2 separate regions of the Bos taurus genome follow, and region 2 is linked to region 1. A link is a contact called in public Hi-C data. All regions are on one chromosome and are shown on one strand. The core of a region is the stretch at or near the end of the contact, and the rest is flanking DNA. Distances in the headings are between cores, read along the strand shown. Region 1 has its middle 53 kb from the start of PLCL2. Region 2 overlaps PLCL2 (phospholipase C like 2).

Region 1 (4,048 bases), core at 1,385-3,884:
CAGACTATTGAGTAGAATTCCCTCTGCTATACAGTAGGTCCTTATTAGTGATCTCTGTGTAAATGTCAGTCCCCAAATCCTAATTTATCCCTCCCCACTTCCCCCTTGGAAAGTAGGTCTGTTTCCTACATCCGTGCAGTGGTCTGTAACACAGGTTCCGTCCAGAAGCCACGGGAGAGGAAGGGGCAGGCAACGGGCAGAGTCCAAGCAGCCGTGTGCATCCAGCAGGTAGGTGGCTGGTCGTCCTGTCCTGTAGGGGGATGCTCAGCAGATAGGTCATCCCGTCTGTGTCCCAGGTGATCATCAGAGCCCATGCCAGGCGCAGACAGGCTCAGAACCCAGAGGTAACACACCAGCTCCCCGCTGGCACCTGGGCACTGGCTGACCCCCGAGAGTGGGTGATGACAGGACGCAGCACGTTGCTCGGGCGGGGCTGCCAGTTCACACCGCCACCTCTCACCAGCCCCTTTTCACGGATGAGGCCACCTTGGCTCCAACACGTCAAGTCGTCAAAGTTCACAGAGTAAGTGGCGGAGCAAAGATTCAACCTTGGGCCAAATGGACCCCAAAGCAGATGCTCTCAGCTACCAAGCCACACAGCTTCCCTTAAAAACATGTCTTCCGACATGAAAATGACGAGAGTTTACATGCGGAGAGCCTCAAAGAAAACTTTTGTGAGCAAAGCGATTTGATTTTTTATCCTCAAATTAAAATGACTATCTCCAGGCAAAAAGCCTCGTTTTCCTGAGAACTTGCCAAAGGATGGATGGAAGGATTTCTTGGCACCTCCCCTGCCTGGGGCTTACACTTCAGAGAGGGAAGCTGAGGTCAAGGGTCATCCTGGCTCCCGGAGAGCGACTTATTCTTATCGGGACTCAGTTTTCTGTCCTGAAAAGGGCGATCCAACTCTAAACCCTCCCTTGGAAAGTTGGTGAAGTTGGCTGTGTCAGTCCTTGGATGAAGAAAATGCTCATGGGGTGTATGGGATGGTTCCCCATACACTGCAGCATCCGTCACTCCCAGTGCCTGTTGATGAACAATGGTGGAGATCACTGCGAAAGTCAGTCGCAATTACAAAGCAGGATCTGCAATGTCTTGCCAAGAATGCTGCGTATCAATCCCAGCAAAGCTTTAACCACCAGAGGAGGCATTTTTCCCACCAGCCCTTCAACCCCTACAGTGCTGGGACATGAAATAAACGGGGTTACCTACAATCCACCACTTAAAAGCAATGAGTTGAGCTCTGAAGCGTGTATTTATGAAACATACATCTAAAGTATTCATAGCCTGATTTCCATTTCTCATAGGGCTGACCTAATTTCTGGGAGGTACCGATCCATTATGCCATGTTGGTTCATATGATGGAGGTAATATTTCTCTCACTTCCAATACTTGGGGAGCTATGAAAATATTCATCCCTCTGAGCTACAGAAATCAGCTTTCTTGTTCATGTTCTGTTAAAAGTACCCAATGCTATTTGTCAGGAAGGGATGGAGAAACACATCCTTCTATCTCTGAATCCTAATCAGGAGGGAGAGGAAAGGCGTATTGCACAGACCCCATGACTTCAGACCGTGCTGTTTTTAATTTCTAACCTGTGTCTAAACTTGGGAACCAATTTGACTACCTGGAGTGTACAGAACGGTTAACTAGGTTTGCTTCCGCACACAAGCTGGAGTTAACTGCTTCTGCCTGAATTAAGTAAACTCTGGCAGTGCTATCTGGACCTGGCATGACCAGATGGCAGTCGCCACACCTTGCCAGCTGCCAATCAGCATTCAACAGCTGCCCTTGACCCTGGCTTCCGATTATCTGTCGGCTATGAATAGAAGCAGAGTGTCAGAAAAGGGAGCAAAGTACTTGAAGCCAGCAATTCAGGAAATCCATCTGACAGCAACAGAATTGGCTCAATGCACTCAGCTAGTTTCAGGAAAACATGAGAGTGGAAAAGCATAAAGTCCAACGCTCGATCATTCCAATACCAGCAGCAAGAAACCACGGGTGCTCTTGTGAAATGAAGCACATTTCCAGATACATATTCTGTCATTTTTAAAACATCACCTATCAGTGTTTGAAATCCCCTGGATCTGACAGATAGCAACTGCTAGAGTTTGTTCAAGAAATAGAAGAGCACATCCAAAATTCAGTGTCATGCTTTTCCCATGCAAAAAACCACGAAATAACAGGCCAAAAAACTGGCAGTGGCTCACATTCTGTTTCACAAAATGTATCAATACATGCGTCGAACTTCACGTAGAGCATAGGAGCATTCTGTGGACTCAGAGCTGGACCAGCTGATTCTAAAAGAGAGCGCTGGAAAGAGGACCTCCACGTGTTGTGGGGCTAAATATCTGTTTTCCAAAGATAAAGACATGAGGGTAGGGGAGCAGAAAAGGACGGTTTTAGAAACAAGACTGACATTTCTGCTGGATGAGATAGGAACCACGCCTTTTGAAGGAAATGGAAACACAGCCCAGCCAGAAAGGAATAAAGTGGAATAAAGAACCAGAAAACAGAAAATAGCTGAGTTTAAGCTCCAGAGAGGCTTTCACTAAATTGCTTCACAGCTAAGAGGCTGTGCTTTACTAAACGTTAAGGCCACACCGGGGCAGTCCCGGGCGCCGCTCACCCGGGACAGCTGGACACATCTTTCACGGCTGACGACGGGGGCGGGGCAGTGTGGGGACAGAACCAGCAACTGTGGGCTTGGCGGGGCTCCACCGAGCCGGGGGCGGGCCAGCCGGGCGAAGCCTGGCATCCCAGAGCCCGCTCTGTCTCCCCCTGCAGAGTGGGTACCACCTGAGCCGAGGCCTGCGGGACCACAGGGGCCATTCCAACGGCTGGGCTCGGAGGACCGTCTTTCAAAGTCAAGGGCAGTGCGGAGGCCTCCCACCTCGTGAATATTCCGGGTGGTCAAAAGACTGATACCAGCCACAAGGAATTCATAAGCCTTTAAAAAATAATTCATATTTTGTTCTTCACCACGCTGTCCATATAGATTTGGGAATGAGTCATACTAAAGCTGTGAAACAAGTTATTTTTCCATCTAGAGATGGATTGCAGGCCCCTGGCCATTCTGAAGCACAGACAGAACATGGGATGATAGAATCTGACTTCGGGGCTGACGGCTTGATTAAAAACTGCATTATTTATGCCCCACTGGGATTGCTGCGGCTTTGGAGGCTTAAAACCACCTTCTGTGGCAGCTCTTCCCCTGATTTTAGGTTCACTGACCTCCTTTTCTGGATATGTGTCTCCACGGCAGGATTTGAAAGAGAATTAATTAATCCATTCTCTTGATCGCTTTTCATTAATTACTCCATCAAACTAACCTTAACCCAAATCGGGAGGCTGCCTTTTTCCTTCCCCTCACACAGGTCTTCCTTTTCTAGACATTTCCACACTCATTTACTCCAAGCTTCAGGTCTAGGTACACTCACTGAGACGCTCAGAAAAACCAGTGTTCTCTCAGCAGCGAAGGTGTCTCTCACAATCTGGTCCTCAAAAAGCAAACGGGGAAACTGTGATCAACAGTAACTGGCAGAGCTCTCAGATTCTGAATAAGTTCCAGAATTGTACACATGTCTCTCAGGAGGTAGGTTTTCAAAATATTAGGAGGCTGCAGCCCCCAGACACACACACACTGATCAGGCTGGTTTTTATCAGTTTAGCTTCTCTGAGGACAGCCCGTCCAAATCCACGACCAAACTTTATTACTCTGAAAAACATTCTAATTCATGTGCAAGCTGTTGGTTAATAAAGAGGATCAGAGAATGCTGGTGTTGGAAAGAGCCCTGGGGAAGCCCACGCATCAGAGTGTTTACATCAGGGAGGAGACCTGAGCTTTTAGAGCCCAGAACACACACTCACACTCACAATGCCATTCTCGTTGGTTTCCATGAGGGTCTTAGTGGTATGAGCCTGTTCCACCTTGAAAGTCTAAAGTGGAGAAGCGCTGGTTACCTGGAAGCAAGTAAGGCGGGCTCTCTCTGGTGTGACCCACCCTTTGCTTTGTTGATGGGGACTGATGACTTGGCTGGCTGTGCTT
Region 2 (4,242 bases), core at 872-3,371, 180 kb before region 1:
AGGGCATGCTACGCCCTTCAGCCTTTGGAAGGCCACTGCCAGCAAACAAAGGGCCCCACGTAGTCCCGCAGAGAGGACAGCTGATTGATTTTACTCAAACCAGTATTCCCCTAAATTATTTCAACACGGAATCTTTTCTCCCTGGGGACACATTAACATCCTAAGAAACCAAGGCTCCTCAGCACACGGTGTGGGAAATACTGATCGAAAGCCTTTTTTTCTTTTCTTTAAATTGTATCAAGTCCTCTGAATTGCCGCTTTCTGATCCACTTATGGAACAGCAAACAAACATTTCTGTTAAACTTCACAAAGCCCCTCCAGATCCGTCTCAGACCACAGCAGCCTACGGCAGAAGCAGCCTGGAGTCTTGTGGTCTTAACGCCCGCTTCAAGGGTGGAGGTGGGGTGGGTGAGGCCTGTGGCCTCTGAGCACAGGTGGCAGCCTCGCCCATCTGGGAGGGGAGCGTCCAGCCCCACCCTCAACCCTGACCGCTGGCACCCACAGGGGTTCAGATAGCTGCAGCTACACCCTGAGCTCCAAAGGGCGGTGCTCACCCGCGAAGCCCCCCTCAGAGTCACAGTCAATCAGAAAGAACAGCGAGAACAGGAGCGATCAGGAAAATGCAAGGCAGACCTCAAGTGCAAAAATGCAGCATTCTGGGTGTCCCGAGGATTCCTCACTGACACTAAGCTGATTACCAATCATGGGCACCATGGGGTGGCTGCCCTCAGGAGGGAGGGCATTGCACGGCCCAGGCATGTGGTGGAGACACCTGCCTCTGAGGCTATTTTAAAGGCATTTTAGAATAAAACTAACTTTCTCACCTCTGCCAGTTTGAAAAATGAAAACAAAATATGGGTGAATCAATGGCTGGCTGCAAGGAAAGATTAAAAAAAATCCTTACTCTATGCGTGTCGAAAATCGTGTATGCTTTAGAAAGCAACTCAGATGTATTCCTGAAAAGCTGACCACTATTTGATCCAATGGAGGCACGTGTCCGCGGCCTGCTTTCTGCAACAGCAACGACGAAACACTCGAGTCTTTCAAATGCAGCAAGGGCAGGGTAGCCACGCTCCCGCACAGGTAAAGCCAAGTCCTTAGCCAGAGCCCCGAGCACACCAGGGGCACCGGCCCAAGACGCCTCTCTCCCCCGCGGCACCCTGAAAGTCCGAAGAGCCACTCACCATGTCGTACGTCGTCACGATCTTCTTCAGAACCTCGGGCACGATCCCCTGCAACTCCATGGTGGGGTACTGCTCGCTGAGGTTCAGAACCACCAGGGGCGTGTTATCAGGTCCCAGGAAGCGGGGAGACACCGCCAGCATGCACTGCATGAGGTTGGCCACGGAGGAGAGACCACACAGCTCCTTGAAGGACACCACTGCATTCTGCTCAGTGGGAAGAAAGAAGGCGCTCTGTAATTCAGCAGGGGCTGAGTGTCCCAAGGATGCCGTACTCGGCACACCTGGTTATCCTGGGGCTGCCTGGCACAACGGTTAGTGTCCGTGTTACAATAGACGTGGTTAATGATTATTTTATCCTGGGGAAAAAGGGCTATTTTCCAAAGTAAACGTAGTCATAGACATTTGTAACACCAATTTATCCAAAGGGCAGAAGAGGCAAACAAGTTAAATTCTTTTGAAGGGCAAAGCCGCTTTTCAGATCAAAGTTCACAGCAGTGTAAACACCGATATGCAACTACAAGCAAACAAACAAAAAAAAACGGCTTCTGCTTTCAAAAAGACGAGAAAAAAATGGAATCAGGCTTCAACTAAGTATCAAGTAGGCCAGCCATCCAAAAAGGAGAGGAGCATCTGGCAGGTAGGAACCTGAATCCCTCTCAGCTGTTTACACCTGCTGGTTCCAAAGCTAGAGGAACTTTGGGGAAGCTGCAGTTTCGGGCGGGAAACCCGGGGACCACAGCCTGCCCTGCCCATTGCCCTGTCTCCAGGGGTCCCACTGCTCCTCTTCCTGCGTTCCATGTCCTTTATTTCTAATCACTAGCGGCAGGCCATAGAAATACCCGTGAAAGGAAGCCCCTCCGCACTGTAGAAAGCCGTGAGCGGGCGTTTGAGCGCCGCTTGGAGGCACGCGTGTTACACGTGGCCCTGTCTGACCCTCCACCACCACGCTGGGCCCACAGGAACCGAGCCTCAGCCGTGGCCTCTTGTCCGTCTGGGGTCACGCGGCCGGCAGGGGAGGGGGTCAAGCTGGTACCTGAAGTTGGCTCAGGACGAGGCTGACACTCTCGATCCTGCGCTGCCGCAACAGGGACATTCTAACTGAAACACGGGACATCCAGGCACGCCTGGGTCCCGACCTGGGCTGAGGATGGCGCCTAGAGGGCAGGGGCCCAGGCCCCCCAAACCTGTGCCTTCTGGGCTCAAACACCGCAGTCCTTGGAGATGAGCAGCACGTCGGTTTGAAATGGGACATTTGATCAACGCTACTTTAAATATGGTCATCAAGTTGAGTGTCCTGGATGCTGACGCCTGTCAGTCCTTCCTGCGAGCGCTGGGGGCCCTCAGAGCCCAGACTTCTTCTCCACCTGCCGTCACCCTGGTTGTTTCGTCTCCTGCTCCCCGCCGGCCGCCCCTTCCCAATGCCCACCCCCAACCACAGGCATCTGCGGGATCCTGCCCACCCAGGCTCCACGGCCCAGTCACAGCCCCAGCTGCACACGGCACACACACAGCGTAGACACACGCAGCCCCGAAGGGCGACGGGCAGCTTCTCGTCCACGCCGGCATGGCTGCGGCCTGCTCAGGGCTGAGGTCCACGACCACGGCAGCCTCGGAGACGGGGAGTGGGGGGGGTAGGGGGGTTGCGGGGGGTGGGGGGCGGGGGGGGCGAACGGGACGCTGTCTGTATTTCCATTATGCTTTGCTTTGAGACAAACGATAACATTTCTCCGCTGCCAGAAGGTCTTTTTGTTTTACTTGCTGCTGGCATTCTGCTCTTAATAGTTATATACATGTATGTCTTTACACACATGTATCTTTGGGATGGACACAGACTGGGGCTGGTGTGTGTGTGTGTGTGTGTGTGCGTGCATGCTGGGGCTGGTGTGTGTGTGTGTGCAGGGGCTGGTTTGTGTGTGTGTGTGTGTGCTGGGGCTGGGGTGTGTGTGTGTGCGGGGGCTGGTCTGTGTCTGTGTGTGTCTCTGTGCTGGGGTTGGGGTGTGTGTGTGTGTGTTTGCAAGGGCTGGTGTGTATGTGTGTGTGTGTGTCTGTGTGCAGGGGCTGGTGTGTGTGTGTGTGTCTGTGTGCTGGGGTTGGGGGGGGTGTGTGTGTGACTGTGCTAGGGTTGGGGTGTGTGTGTGTGTGTGTGTGTGTGTGTGTGTGTGTGAGGGGCTGGTGTGTGTCTGTATGTGGGCGCTGGTGTGTATGTGTGTGTGTCTCTGTGTGTCTATGTGCTGGAGCTGGTGTGTGTGTGTGTGGGTGTGTGTGTGTGTGGCAGCCCTCACGCCTTGCTCTGCATCACTGGCAGCCCCCGTATCCTGCTAGACACATGGACAAGACTTAATTACATACATAATTCTGACTGACTGCTTGTAGTTGCTATGGGTATCAGAGGTGGTTACTATCTTAGATGTCTAATACACACAGGCATCATGTGTCTCTTACTGAAACAACTAGACTGCTGGGCTCCAGAGTCAAGTGCAGGCTCAACACTCAGACGCTGGCCGTTTACAGACTTGCCATTCCCGCAGCAGGACCGCCCCAGGAGAAAGGGCGGGCGTGTTCTTTCATTCTGACCGGCTGTGTGTGCGCTCCAGCTCAGGAGTGCCCAGAAACAGGAGAGATTCCCACCTGCGCATTTAGGAAAAGCGTTCCTTAGGGGCTACCAGGGACCAGGGCCTTCTTTGGGCTCAGCAACAAGGCCGGCTCATTCCCAAGTGTCATCAACGTGTTGAAGGGCCAACTGCCCTTTTGGAAATTTACATGATGGGGAAAAAAAAAAAAAATGACATCAGTGGGTGAGCATTCTTACAAGTAACTGGAATTCACGAAGTACTTTCGATCAGATACACAGCTGTTGGCTGGAACCCTCTAACAGCCTCCTGAGCCTCTGCGGCGGCGGACCCCGGCCTACCTGCATGTTCTCCCTGAGGTCCGTGGCGTCCCGGATCGGGGGCTGGGCGTTCTTGAAGACCTCGTCCACAGTTTTGATCCACAGCGTCCTCAGGGACGCGTACTCCCGGGACTTCTTCCCCTTCCGCACGGAGAGGCCCCTCTTGTG

Evidence for each region. Hi-C and Micro-C count contacts between places; a contact is called where the count stands out from the background.
Region 2: a Hi-C map of liver shows a contact between it and region 1, with 3 times the contacts expected there. The contact joins two enhancer-like sites. A contact is called at or near these places in 2 of 11 Hi-C or Micro-C datasets (liver and skeletal muscle).

The regions. Positions count from the first base shown.
Region 1 is chr1:153,826,852-153,830,899 of ARS-UCD2.0, reverse strand. No RefSeq gene overlaps it. Among named protein-coding and RNA genes, the nearest start is that of PLCL2, 53 kb to the left of the region's middle. Within about 2 kb of position 2,634, at least 11 of the 102 cell types and tissues checked have an H3K27ac peak or open chromatin away from gene starts, as enhancers often do. A contact at or near this core is called in liver, where this site is marked.
Region 2 is chr1:154,006,175-154,010,416 of ARS-UCD2.0, reverse strand. It overlaps PLCL2 (phospholipase C like 2), which reads right to left. Exons shown (of 6, transcript NM_001192255.2): 2 at 4,096-4,242; 3 at 1,185-1,388. Among named protein-coding and RNA genes, the nearest start is that of PLCL2, 130 kb to the right of the region's middle. Within about 2 kb of position 2,121, at least 6 of the 102 cell types and tissues checked have an H3K27ac peak or open chromatin away from gene starts, as enhancers often do. A contact at or near this core is called in liver, where this site is marked.